Linked DNA regions of Mus musculus: region 1 is linked to region 2. Evidence: chromatin contacts called from public Micro-C data. All regions are on one chromosome and are shown on one strand. The core of a region is the stretch at or near the end of the contact, and the rest is flanking DNA. Distances in the headings are between cores, read along the strand shown.

Region 1 (7,269 bases), core at 2,060-4,559, 63 kb after region 2:
CAGGCACATTCACCATGTGGAAAATAAATATTCTGAAAAATTAATACATAGCTGATGAACACAGGAAATAGTATCAGAGGAAAATTAAAAAGGTTCTAGAAGATTTGTCCTACTCTAAAATTAAAACATGTACGTTCAAATAAAATAGCTTTTATCTGAAAAATCTCTTGCTGCACTTTGTCCTATGGAAGGGTTTGTTTGTTTGTTTGTTTGTTTTGTTTTTTCCGAGACAGGGTTTCTCTGTATAGCCCTGGCTGTCCTGGAACTCACTTTGTAGACAGGCTGGCCTCGACCTCAGAAATCTGCCTGCCTCTGCCTCCCGAGTGCTGGGATTAAAGGTGTGTGCCACCACGCCCAGCTCTATGGAAGGTTTTTAACAAATGCTGCTTTTCAAAGCTACGGCTTCTTGAAGAATCAAAATTAAAGAGTTCACAGCAATAATAGAACATGGCATATAAAATTTCCTACTTTTTAAAATCTTATTTTCTTATCAAAGACAATGAATTTCAACTCAAATCCAGATACTATAATACCTGGAAGGATGTGTAAAGAACTCCCAGGTTTTACATAACAGACAGATTTGCAAATAAGTTAAATGTCAAAACTGACCACAAACAGTAGAGTTTCCTCAATTACCTCTACTTAGTAGCAGAAAGGCTTAGACGGAAGGAAAAGGAAGAATTGGTATTTAGGGTGACCCCCAGGTATGTGGCTTCTGAGGACAGTCAAGTGCTGTTGTCATTTAGAAAGAAAAGAACACAGTGGCATAAATGGTGGGGGAGGGGGAGCGAGTTTCCCTTGTGCACTTTAATTTCTGAGGGTCACTGAGGAAATGGAAGTGGCAAGATCCTGAGGCAGCTAAACGTAGTTCCTGAGGTTTCAGAGAGCAGTCTGGGGTTGAAAGGAACGTTTGGAAGGTCTTAACCTGTGAGTGGTGGGTGGGTATGCGGAGCTTGTCAGGAAGGCTCCCTGGGGTAGAGAGGAGGATCCAGTGAGTGAAAATCTGAGCAAACCAACAAGGCACAGAGGAAGGAAAAGGAGATAAGATTCGAGAACCAAACTTGGAATAAAGCAGTCTAGGAACTGTAGAAAAGTCAAGGTGGATTATGTCCCAGAAATCAAGGCGTTAGAAAACTAAACAAAGAAACACAGTCAGCGTTTTCAAATTCCAGTTTGAAAAGAGCAGAACTACAACACTTTCCAAGGATCTAGCAGTAGAAGAACATCTGTGGTCTTACTAAAAAATAAATTCCAGTGTAAAAATTACAGACTATTAAAAATAAATAAGGAGCCGGAGAGATGGCTCCTTGGTTAGAACACTGGCTGCTCTTCCAGAGGACCTGGGTTCAGTTCCCAGGATTCATATGGAGGCTCACAGCCATCTGTCACTCCATCCTAAGGAGATCCAATGCCACCTCTGACTCCACTGGGCACCAAGAACGCATGTAGTGTCCATGCATATGGGGCATAAACATACATGTAAGCAAACCCCTCACGTCCATAACTGTTAAAGAAGTCATCCAGGCCTCCAGTGCCACCTCTGCATCCAGCTCTCAGCCAAAATGTTTTACATCGAAAGGATTTAAGTACATATGTCAGCACAGGTTAAAAAAAAAAAAAAACATTGCTCATGACAAGGAATGTAAATGTAGTTCAAGGATAAAGCACTACTTTCATAGTATGTGTGAGGGTCTGACTTTGATTCTCAGCACCTCAAAACCAAACCAAATCAAAACATAATACCAAATAATGCTGGGCACTTAGTAAGAATCAGCTATAAGCTATGGTTCCCCATCTTAACTTCTCCAACCCGATACACATAAAGTTCTTCAAAACACACCACGGACATGCCAAGTCTCCATCAAGCTCCCAGTGATGCAGACGGTTAAATACTGCTTTAATACTATAACAACCGCTATGTTCCCAGGAGTGTGCCTGACTAATAAGGAAGGGTGAGTATTTTAAGAGTGTTTTGGTGAAAACGGGCTAGTGAGATGGCTTAGCCACTGTCAATAATAGCACTTGCCACAAGCCTCATGGCTTGAGTTTCATCCCTGAGACCCACATGGCTGAAGGAGAGCGCCAACTCTAGTAAGCTGTCCTCCAACCTCCACATGCATTGCATTCCCTCGTATTCATCCTGTCTCTTATAAGTCATGAATAAAATTTAAAAATTCAAAAAGAGTTTTTGTGTAGCAATATCTGAAATATCACAAAGTAGAATCTTCTAGAGCTATTCTGCTTCCGCTTCAGTTCTAGTAACCAGTTTTGGATAACTCACACGGTGACAGCTGACATCCCTGACCTTTCACCCACTCTCGTTAGACAGCCACTTTTTGTTTTGTTTTGGTTTTTTGGTTTTTCGAGAGACAGCCACTTTTGTACACTTGTTTATATGCACCATTAAGCTTTCCCAGTCTTTCTTTGTTTCTCCTGTTTTCTTTTCTGAGACTGGGTCTCACTAATGTAGTCCTGGTCGGCCTTGAATTCACGGAGGTCTGCCTCCTGCCTCGGCCTCCAGCACTAGGATTGAAGGTGTGTGCTACTACATCTGGCTGCTTAGTCTTCTCGACACTTGCAGGTCTCTCTGCGTTTTGTTTGTTTTGACCTCACAGTAAGTCATATCTTGTTCAGGTATTTTAAATCTCTATAATTTAGTTCGCCGGTTGTTTTAAAGTCACTGCATCTATTACTTATGTCTCCTGTTTTACTCATAACTCTGTTCTTTTCTATTTTTGTTATGGTACAGCAAATATGACTTCTTTTATGTTATTTTCTAAAATGACAAAGCACTTTTAAAATTCATTTACTTACAGAATTACCATGTTTCACTAGAACCTATAAGTATTTCATTTTTTGAGGTGTCTTTTGTGTGTTTCACTGGCACCTGAACTCAGGGCCTCACGCATGCTAGGAAATACTTAACCAACCAAGACATAGCCTTACTCCAAGCCTTTCATCTCTAGACCCATTCTCCCTGTGGTCCAGACTGGACTGGGAACTAGTAGACCTTCTGTCTTCTTGTATGATGGGACCACAGGCCATTTCTAAGACTTCCCATGTAATATCAGAATCTAGGTGCCCATTTTTGTTGATGAACTTAGAATTCCTACAGCTGTTTTATTTAGTGGGGTTAAATATGTGTTCACCGACCCTAACTATTCTCTTGTATCTCCCGGCAACCCCGAGGGTTGTTACTTTTTTATTAGCTCACAGCACCATGAGATAGAGCAGTCCAAGGACAAGGTAAGCACCTCTCTGCCTGGTGAGCAGCTCAAGTACTGAGCAGAAGCAGCCTGTCTGCCACCCAGCAGATCTCAGTCCTAGCTGTTCCCATGGACTCACTCACGTGGATTAGACACAATCTCCCAGGGCCTGTCTTGTATCTACTGAGCATAAGGATCTATGTACTTACAATATTAAATTTACATTTTTCACTAGAGGGCGAATTCACATCACTTCTGACCTCCACACTGATACCACAGCACACATCCTCTGCTCCCCACTACACATACTGAGTAAGTAAATAAATGTCTAAAATACTATTTTATCAAACTCCTGAATCTTACACGCGCCACTTACTTTGACTGAGCTTTATGTAAGATTCTCCTGAGCAGTAACCCCCCATGCTTAAGTTTTTCGTGTTGCTTATTTGCTGTAAAGCTTGACGTGCCTTTCTGAGGATGGTACAGGATCTCCCTTTTCTGTTCCATACTCTAAATCTGCTCAAGAACAAGATCTGTGTAGGACGGTACAACCTTGGCCTTGCTGACAGTGAAGAATAGAAAATTACTGGCCTCTTGTGAAAACATGAATTTTTTACCTCGGAGCCCACCCCCTCCCATCTAGAGATTGTTCCCAGAACACTCCTAAACTTTTCACCCCAAAACTCCTCACCCTAAAGTTCGAACCCTCCCAACTAAAAACTGTTCCAAGAACATTTTTGAGATAAAGGCCTCCTAGAACAACCTCAAAATGAACCAGGTACTCCTTAGTTACGTAGGTTCCTTGATAGGACATGACTCCTTAGTTACGTAGATTCCTTTGGCAGAACTCCCTAGTGATGTAAACTTGTACTTTTCCTGCCCAGTTCTCCCCCTTTGAGTTTTACTATATAAGCCTGTGAAAAATTTTGGCTGACGGTCGAGACTCCTCTACCCTGTGCAAAGGTGTATGAGTTTCGACCCCAGAGCTCTGTGTGCTTTCTGTTGCTGCTTTATTTCGACCCCAGAGCTCTGGTCTGTGTGCTTTCATGTTGTTGCTACTTTATTAAATCTTACCTTCTACATTTTATGTATGGTCTCAGTGTCTTCTTGGGTACGCGGCTGTCCCGGGACTTAAGTGTCTGAGGGAGGGTCTCCCTTCGGGGGTCTTTCATTTGGTGCATTGGCCGGGAAACAGCGCGACCACCCAGAGGTCCTAGACCCACTTAGAGGTAAGATTCTTTGTTCTGTTTTGGTCTGATGTCTGTGTTCTGATGTCTGTGTTCTGTTTCTAAGTCTGGTGCGATCGCAGTTTCAGTTTTGCGGACGCTCAGTGAGACCGCGCTCCGAGAGGGAGTGCGGGGTGGATAAGGATAGACGTGTCCAGGTGTCCACCGTCCGTTCACCCTGGGAGACGTCCCAGGAGGAACAGGGGAGGATCAGGGACGCCTGGTGGACCCCTTTGAAGGCCAAGAGACCATTTGGGGTTGCGAGATCGTGGGTTAGAGTCCCACCTCGTGCCCAGTTGCGAGATCGTGGGTTCGAGTCCCACCTCGTGTTTTGTTGCGAGATCGTGGGTTTGAGTCCCACCTCGCACCTTGTTGCGAGACCGTGGGTTCGAGTCCCACCTCGCGTCTGGTCACGGGATCGTGGGTTCGAGTCCCACCTCGTGCAGAGGGTCTCAATCGGCCGGCCTTGGAGAGGCCATCTGATTCTTCTGGTTTCTTTTTTGTCTTAGTCTCGTGTCCGCTCTTGTTGTGACTACTGTTTTTCTAGAAATGGGACAATCTGTGTTCACTCCTCTTTCTCTGACTCTGGAGCATTGGAAGGAGGTGCGGGTCAGAGCCCACAACCAGTCGGTGGAGGTCAGAAAGGGTCAGTGGCAGACCTTTTGCGCCTCCGAGTGGCCAATGTTTGGAGTAGGCTGGCCACCTAAGGGTGCTTTTGACTTGTCACTAATCGCCGCCGTCAGGCAAATTGTTTTTCAGGAGGAAGGGAGTCGATGTGGAATCTGCCCCCATCAGGAAATAGCGTTTGGCTTGGCTGGTTGTACAAGTCCAGGCGTGGACGAGTGTGCTTAGAGATACTGGTGTCTTCTTTTTCTCTGTTGCTATCTTGTTTTTGTTTGTGGTTTTTGTCATGAGACACAGACACTGTACGTCAGAGGTAAAGTGAGATCCCTCCCTGTCTGTATGTCTGTGTGTCTGTGTGTCTTGTTCACTTGTGTGTCCTCCATTGGACCACCTTCTGATTCTGTTTTGTTTTTGATTTGTCTGGTTTCAGGTCTGGTCTTGGTCCCAAGGAGTTGACTGATTATCTTGGTTTGGTTTTAGGCCGGTCTCAGGTTCTGGGGCCTTCCCATGGAGACAGGTCCATTTGGGTTGGTCATAGTGACAGTAAGCTTCTCTGGAAATCGCATGTAAGATGCCCTGTATTGGTCTTGCTTGTGTTTGTCATTTCTGTGGTACTGTGATTCTATAGTGGTTGCCTGAAAAACGGTTTCTGTGTGTGTCTTTTTTGTCTCTTTGTGTTCGGACTTGGACTGATGACTGACGACTGTTTTTAAGTTATGCCTTCTGAAATAAGCCTAAAAATCCTGTCAGATCCCTATGCTGACCACTTCCTTTCAGATCAACAGCTGCCCTGCCTCCCACTCCAACTCCAGAGAGCAGCCAGCGGGTCACAGTGGTCCCGCCCATGGACCTGGAGCCTAGGGAAAAATGAGCTCGGAAATCCGGAGCAAATGAGGAGTGGTCCCTGAGAAGTCAGTGGCCTAAATGTTGTGGCTGCTGAAGCAAAAGAAGAGGAGGCTGTTCGAGTAGCCGGCCAAGAGCGCTGCAGGTTCCCAGGCAGCTTCTCATTCCCCTGTCCCTCCCATCCCATCTCTTGTTAACAGAAAAACTGCTTTCACTTTAAGATAAGTGCCGGTTGCAGCCGGCTGTGAGAGCTGCACTCCCGTCTCTGCTCTAAAGTTCCCTCTTCTCAGAAGGTGGCACCTCCCTGAGCTACTGGCAGTGATGTCCAAACTCCAGTGAGAGAGGCATCCGCCCACTTGGGACTTCTGTCCAAGGTAAGGAGCACCTGTGAGTCTAACTGCCAGGCTCTGATGGGGGTCTCGTCTCTGTGGGACTAAAAAGTGTCCCAACAATCTGACCAAGGTAACAGGAAGTTAAGACAAAGACAGAGACCAGAGTCAGAATCAGAGCTGTGCTGTGAGACAGAAAAATAAGAAAAATAAAATGTTGGCCACAAAAGTCAGGAAAACTAGAAAACTTAGATAGTACCTGGCAACAAAAGAAAGCTTTTGGCTAAAGATCAACGTGTATACTGTAAAGAAAATGAGCACTGGGTGAGAGACTGCCCCAACAAAAAGAAGAGGAGCCCCCCTCATGACCAAACCCTTCACCTGTTCGTGGCTAAAAGTAAAGAGATAACAAAAGGGGTGCTAACACAGAAGCTGAGTCCTTAAAAGAGTCCGGTGGCCTACCTGTTGAAGCAGCTAAAAAAAGAGACTGTGTTTCATACTCCTCCACCGACCAGTGCAAAACAAGCTAAAAAGTTCCTGGGCACTGCGGGCTTTTGCAGATTGTGGATTCCAGTTTTGCTGAGTTAAAGAGATAAACAGCCCTTCGTATAAAGAAGAAAAAAAAAAAAGGGAACAATCTTAGACGGCCTTAGATGCTCTTGAGACTGCCCTAATGTTGTCCCCAACTTTGGGACTCCTAGATGTGACTGAGAACAAAGATATTGCCAAAGAAGTTCTTACTCAGAGATTGGGACCCTGAAAAAGACCTGTGGCATACTTGTAAGAAATTAGACCTGGTGGCTGTAAGATGGCCTGCTTGTCTGCACATAGTGGCTTCTGGTCAAGGACGCAGATAAATTGACTCTGAGACAAAACTTGGCACATGTCCTAGAAAGTGTGGTTCAGCCCCCATGACCGATGGCTGACTAACGCTCTTAAAAGCATTATCCAACTGTTCCCCTGACCGATGGACACATTGTCAGAGCTTTGACTGAACGAGTGACCTTCGCTCCCCCTGCTATCCTCGATCTCACTACTGCC
Region 2 (7,121 bases), core at 804-3,303:
CAATTTAAAATAATTTATGTAAGAACTAATAATACTGCCAGGTGTGGTGGTGCAGGCCTTTTTAAATTCCGGTACTCAGGAGGCAGGGACTCAGGAGGCAGGGATTCAGGAGGCAGGGACTCAGGAGGCATGTTCAAGGCCAGCCCCACCCACACCGGGGCTGGAGAGATGGTTTTAGTGGTTAGGAGTATGTTACTGCAGTTTCAGAAGACTTGAGTTTGGTTCCCAGCACCTATCTGGGACAGCTCGAAATCACCTGTAACTTTAGCTTCGGGGGGAGGGGCGCTGAACCCTATGACTTCCTGGGGCACCTGAACACGGAACACACGCTCACACACACATAATTAAAAACAATAAAAATACATCTTTAAAGCTATTACTTCTGCGTTACGTTAAAGCACCCTGTAGGTGCTCACACGTGCAGCTGGAGATGAAATCCAGGGCCTCGCGTGTGTGAGGCAAGGTTTCTACCATGAACTACACCTTCAGCTCCAATGTTCAAAATCTGAGCATCAAAGCAAAACTGTGAAGGAAAATTATTCTGGTGATTATCTCACTTTGTTGGTAAAGGACTTGGGGGAGAGGCGCAGGAACCACAACCATTCTTAACTGCATTAAGAATTGTAGGTAAATGGGAAGATATTCTGTTAGTACGGTAGATTCTTCTGTTCTTAAGAAGTATCACAGTACAGAAAGAAAACAGAGGGGCACCAGCACAAATTCTCACAGGGGTTATAAGTGGGGGCTGGCAAGATAGCTAGGTGGCTAACAACACTTGCCTGACATGCCTGAAAGCCTAAGTTCTACTTGGGAGGCAGAGGTTGGCGGATTTCTGAGTTCGAGGCCAGCCTGGTCTACAGAGTGAGTTCCAGGACATCCAGGGCTACACAGAGAAACCCTGCCTCGAAAAACCAGGAAAAAAAAAAAAAAAAAAAAGGAAGAGAATTGCCTCCCTCCAAAGTTGTCCTTTGGCATACACACCATGGCGCAGGTGCACAGGTATGCTTGTGTGCGCATAAACACGCTCGCGCACCCACTAAAATTTTAAAGATATAATTTCTTAAGGCTAAAACACAAATTCCCAACAAAATCAATTAAATAATAGCTGGGCCTGATGAGACACGCCTGTGATCCCAGCATTTGGCAAGCAAGGCAGGAGGATAATGAACTGCAGGCCAGCTTTACTTCCAAGTTAGATAAATTAACGATAAAAATAAGGGGCTAGAGAGATGGCTCAATGTCTTAAGAGCACTTGCTACTCTTGTAGAGGACCCGAGTTCGGTTCCCAGCACCCACACTGGCAGGGCACAAGGGTCAGCAAGCCCAGCTCTGGGGCATCCAATGCCCTCTTCTGGCCCCTATAGCAGTGCCAAGACGAAAAGTGTGCATACGCATACAGACGCATGCATTTTATTTTAAAGGAGTCAAAATAAATCCCCTCAAAACAATAAAATACAATTTTGATGTAGGGCCGGTTAGAAAGTGGACCCTGCTGGTTACAAAACTAGGAGATGGCGCTACACCACAGGCTCTGCATGGGGTATGACTCCGTTCTGAAACAGAAAGTCCAGAGCTCCTGCCCGCCGGCGGGGAACCGTTAGTAATCCCATTTTCTCGCCCGCTCCCTGCGGACCCAGCCGGCTCCCTGGGCATCCTGCCCACAGCCGGTGCGGCCCCGTCGCCGCTGCCGGCCGCGGGGACCCACAGACACCCCCGGCTGCCCCGAGCGTCTTCCCGCCGTCCTCCGGGAATCCAGGTGACCGCGGGGGAGGAGCGCGACACCCCACACCAGCGCCCGGACCCGAGGTTCCGAAGGCGGTGGCACCGCGGCCCTTTGTCCCCGCCGTTCGGGCCTCTCGGCGCCCGCATCCCCGCCGAGCGCCGCGGCCTGGCTTCCTAGATGCCGCCCGCCCGCGCGCCCGAGCTCGCTCACCGTGGCCCCGGCCTCCTCCCGGCCGCCGAGCCTCCAAGCAGCTCCCGCGAACCCCGGCGCCGCGGACACACAGGCCCGCGCTGTCCCCGGCCGCTCCCAGGCCCGCGCCGGGCTGCAGGCCACGCCCCCTGGAGCCCGGGCTGGGCACGCCCTCGGCCACGCCCCCAGGTGTGTGCGCTCCGGCCTCTCGCGGAGCCGGGCCCCGCCCATCAGCCGTCTGGTCTGCTGCCACCTGTTGGGCGGCTTACCTCTGCTGCCAGCCGCTGTGCCCTGCGGTTCGGTTCAGCAGCTCTGCCACAAAGCTGATTTGTCCTCCTTACTGGATATAAGAATGAGGCACAGGGCAGATGAATAGAACAGGACTGATACTTGACGTGCGAGGCAAGGTTCATTTTAAATACGTGTTTAAGCACCTAGGGATCACTGGATACGGATCTGTCCCACACTTCAGTCACTAATTCATAAAAATGTTAAGCCTGGCACTGCCAAAAAGGAGAGAAGGCAGCAGTGAATCCTGCTCAGGAATGTCACTAGGTATGGGAGGGAGACCAACTGGAAGAAGCCTCAGTTGGAACGGAGGTCAGGTCAGTATTGGCTTGACCAGTCATTGAGTCTTGAACTTTAGGAAGATGGGGCTTATCCCACCAGTAGCCCACAAATAAAGTACATTTAGGTCTTTACCATAACCATTGCTTTTCCAGCAATATTCCACAGCCATTGAGTTGGAGCCCACATGGCCAGTTCACTTTGGGAGCAATGGCCTAGTGTCAAACCCTTTCTTAACCTAGGAAGTGTCTTAAACTCTCCTTGGTTTACTGGGAGGCAGCAGCCTAGAAAAAATTGGCTGAGATGGATAGTAATAAATTACTAGCTAATGTGGGTCATAGTGCTGGTATTAATACATTTTGTAAAGTAAGCATAGGTTTTCTTTAAAAATCGGGGGCTGAGTAGATGGATCAGTTAGTAAAAGACCAGGGTTCAGATTCATATGCCCATATGTTCATATGTCAGGCACAGGGGTTGATATATGAAACCCAGCCCTAGAAGGAGGTAGACATAGGAGGATTTCTGGGTTCACTAAAGCTCCAGGTGCCATGAGAAACCCTGTTTAGGAAAATCAAAAGTAAGAAAGCCACCCAAGGTGGTGGTTCAGCTCATAAGGACATCTGTCACCAAACCTGATGACCTTATATTTAGCTGCCACCAAGCCTTATAGTCAAGCCTCAAGATCCACAAGGTGGAAGTAGAGAGCCAATTCTTGCAAGTCATCTTCTGATCTCCACATGTGTGCCACAGAAGGAGTGCAAACACACACACACACACATGCAAGTACACACATACACACACACGCACATATATACACGTGTGTGCACACACATGTGCACAAGTGCACATACACACGCTTGGGTGCGCGTGCATATACATACATACATGTGTACACACTATTTTAAATATAGGATGACATAAGAGTATGTTATACACCAGCCATGCACATATGCACACACTAATAGGTGCATATACATCCCACACATTAAATGAAGCTCCCCTGAAAACTACCCTAAGAAAACAAGGGTCTACACCTATTAAATTTTACGGATCTTATTCTCAGCATTATTTATGAGTTACAGAGATTACGATCCACTACATCAGTGGGCTAGTCCAACCATTTAAAATGCTATTGTAGATCACTGACTCCCAAACCTCTTGTTCACAGGATTCTATACTGTTGAAAACATGGAGTGTTTCAAAGAGGTTATGTGTATCGTTTCAATATTTGAAATTAAATTTTTTTAGTTAAAATTGCTCATTATTTCATTAAACCCAGTACATAGTTACATAGATAACATTTATTTTAATAAGTGCATTTAAAAAAATAAAACTGTGATGGATTAAACACTATCCCCGTAGGCTTGTGTGTTTGAACATATCCCCAGTCAGTGGCACTGTTTGTAAAGACTGAGGGGTGGGAGATACTCCACTGGGGGCTGACTTTGAAGTTTGATAAACTGGACCCCGTTCTCTGTCTGCTTCCCATGTAGGGAACTATGTGATTTGTCAGCTTACCCACCCTGAAGGGACGCCAAGGGACTTGGGTTTCAGGAGCCCTGGATCAAACACTCCTCGTCATCCTGGAGCTCCATCCATGCTGGTGGCTCTGTAAGGAGCCCCTATTTGTGCCCAATACCCACCGCAGTGGGCTGGACCATGTGGCTTGTAAGGATGCTCAGCCACTGTTGATGCGAACTCTGTTTTGTTTCTCTCTCGTTTCCTCCCTGTCCTGTGAGGTCTCCTGAGTCTTTCTACTCCATGTTGGATCCTCAGAACAACAGGCTGGACGGACGGACGGACATACTGCGACAAAGGACTAATGCTGCGCCTAAACAAGGGAGATTTCTGTGACGCCAACAACGCCCTGCGTGATGGACCCTGAAATGATGGCCCAAGGTCACACGAATGAGAACACATCCAGATCAAAGAGAGCATCAGGACCCACCAGGGAAACTTGGGCTCTGCCTCTTTTCCCTGTACAACCCGGAGACTCTTGAGAACACTCTGAAACAGTGTTTAGATCATCAGGCCTCTGCATTTGCCAGTGTGATCATGCCCTTTATGATAATGATGATGATGATAATAATAAGTAATAGTAATAACAATGCTCTTTTCTTGACTTTACCACCAGCTTCTTTTTCGTTAGTTTTCTGGGATGGAGGTGGGGATGGGGCCCTGAGCCTAGTCCACAAGGACTCTTGGGAACTGGGGCTTTTGACCCAATTCTGATTGGTTCTAACCTCATTGCTAGCCATAGGAGGCCAGGTGAGGGGTCCCAGCATGAACAAAAACCCAGTGAAAATGGGAACACCTCTTTGCCAGCTTCTGGTTAAGACATTACAAACTCATTTTTTTTTCTTTCTTGAGTGGATCAAATCAGCTGAGTTTACAGATTTTGAGTCAGAGGAGCTTCAGTTTCTCAGCCTCTCCAACCAGCTTGAGTCAGGAAGTGGGGGTGGGGTGGGGTGGGGGTGGCAAGCACCTTAGCAGCACACCGCACTCTTCAATTCTCCTCTCTGCTCTGTTATCTCCATCGCTGCTGCAGCAGAAAGAGGACAAAGGCAGAAAGCCAGTGTCTTTCAAGGGACTGTGGACTCTGCTTTAAGTAGGAACAATGTAGGCAGGATTGCTATAAACTGCCCTTTAGGCACCGACCACAAGACAGTGTCTTTCAGCAAAATGACTCTCAAGGACCACTGAAATATTTACATGTGCCCTTCACAAACATGACATGGATCGCTGCTGCCCGTCACGGTAGGTTCAAACTTGTTTAGATATTTACGAATCTGCTTTCACTTTAGATTCCACCCTTCTGAGCATAGAAACAATACATGTGTGCCTGAGCAATGGTGACCATGGATGATAATAGGCTGTTCTATTTTATCCTACAGATGTTGTTCCTGCTGGTATCTCCTGCCTGTAATCATTAGCAGTTGGGAGACCACACAGGAACACTGAAAGCTCCAGGCCCAGTCTAGCCTTTCAAATGAAAGAAAGCCTGTCTGTCTCCCAACACTATTTCTGTTTGTGTCTATTGCTACTAGTCCCCTGAGCCCTGCAGAGTCCCACATTTATACACATTACATAAAACACAATCCTCAATACCATTATATATATATATATATATATATATATATATATATATTTTAAAAATCTACGTGTTCCTTCAAAAATATTTAAATTTTTATTTACGTTAGTGTTCTGCCTACATGTATGTCTGTGTGAGGGTGTGAGATCCCTTGAAACTGGAATTACAGACAGTTGTGAACTGCCTATGTGGGTGCTAGGAATTGCTCCCAGGTCCTCTTGAAGAGCAGCCAATGCTCTTAATTGCTGCTGCTAAGCCATCTTTCCGGCCCTAGGTGTTCTTTTTTATACTGGTGACATTTTCGAGAAACTTCTCCGGTGGTATGATAGTTAATTTTGTCCACGTGAATTCAGAGACATCTGAGAAGTTTGTAAAATACACCTCTAAGTGAGTCTATGAGAGAGTTTCCAGAGATGGACCTCCAGGGCTCTGAGCTAGCCAGTCGCTTAATCTACTGATGGATTTAAAACCTGAACATATGTTGAGGTATGGTATGGAGAACTGAGAAAGGTAGGACCTGTCCAGAGGAAGTGAGTTCTTGAGGGTGTGCCTCTGAAGGTTTTGTTTGTTTGCTTGTTTTTTTTTTTTTTTTTTTAAAGATTTATTTATTTATTACATGTAAGTACACTGTAGCTGTCTTCAGACACACCAGAAGAGGGCGTCAGATCTTGTTACAGATGGTTGTGAGCCACCATGTGGTTGCTGGGATTTGAACTCTGGACCTTCGGAAGAGCAGTCAGGTGCTCTTACCCACTGAGCCATCTCACCAGCCCTGTTTGCTTGTTTTTAAGAGAGTCTCCTTATGTAGCTCTGGCTGTACTAGAACTTACACAGGCCTACCTCTGCCTCCCAAGTGCTGGGACTAAGGGTATGCACCACTAAGCCTGGTGTCATATGTCAGGACCCAGAGATGTACTTGGGTCAGAAACCTGTTTCTTTCTCTTCCTAGCATGTTCATATTGTACACATTTTTTTTTTCCTGCTTTTCATGGGTTTTTGTTATTTTGTTTTTCGTTTTTCTGTTTTTGGTATCTGGAAGATAGGGGGCCAACAAGACAGGCTTGTTAGGGCTGTGAGAGTGGAGGATTTGACGCTAACAGCTCTGCTTACTTAGGATGAGAGGGCAGATGTACTTAACAGGGACGCGGATCTGACAAACAGCGGGTGGGTCATTCATGTGCCAATCACTCAGTTAAACATTGGCTAGTGTTAAGTATATAACAGGACAGGTAATCTAATTCCCAAGTGTTCTCATGTATAAAATGAAGATCTTTTTTAAATGTACTTGGTAAGAGAATGTTTAGAGCTAAATGAGATGATGTCAAGCGGCCAGCACGTAAGTGTTTGCCTCCTCTTCTGTCCATTTGTGTAAACCGAGAAGTAAGAGGGATGAGCAGGCTTAGGAGAGTATCAGGGGTGACCTATATGTCCAGTTGGCCATCACTACTAGGTATCCACACAGAAATGACAATCAGTCATCAGAAATGAAGTTGGGCACTCAGACAGAGGTTCGGATTCATGACTGGAATATAGGGTGTCATTGACACTGAT

What was found. A called contact is a pair of places that touch in the nucleus more often than the background predicts.
Region 1: a Micro-C map of granulosa cells shows a contact between it and region 2, with 2.1 times the contacts expected there. The contact joins the enhancer-like site here to the promoter of Twsg1 in region 2. A contact is called at or near these places in 2 of 39 promoter capture datasets (embryonic stem cells and macrophages), 15 of 484 Hi-C or Micro-C datasets (the Ba/F3 cell line, the C2C12 cell line, CD4 T cells and 8 more), 2 of 115 datasets of contacts at active chromatin or transcription factors (the SCID.adh cell line and embryonic stem cells) and 2 of 9 other capture datasets (adipose tissue and embryonic stem cells).

What each region holds. Positions count from the first base shown.
Region 1 is chr17:66,011,337-66,018,605 of GRCm38.p6, forward strand. The region is part of intron 8 of Ankrd12 (ankyrin repeat domain 12); the gene reads right to left. Among named protein-coding and RNA genes, the nearest start is that of Ankrd12, 62 kb to the right of the region's middle. Within about 2 kb of position 3,310, at least 10 of the 459 cell types and tissues checked have an H3K27ac peak or open chromatin away from gene starts, as enhancers often do. A contact at or near this core is called in granulosa cells, where this site is marked.
Region 2 is chr17:65,949,134-65,956,254 of GRCm38.p6, forward strand. Twsg1 (twisted gastrulation BMP signaling modulator 1) reads right to left here and starts at 2,054. Exons shown (of 5, transcript NM_023053.3): 1 at 1,934-2,054.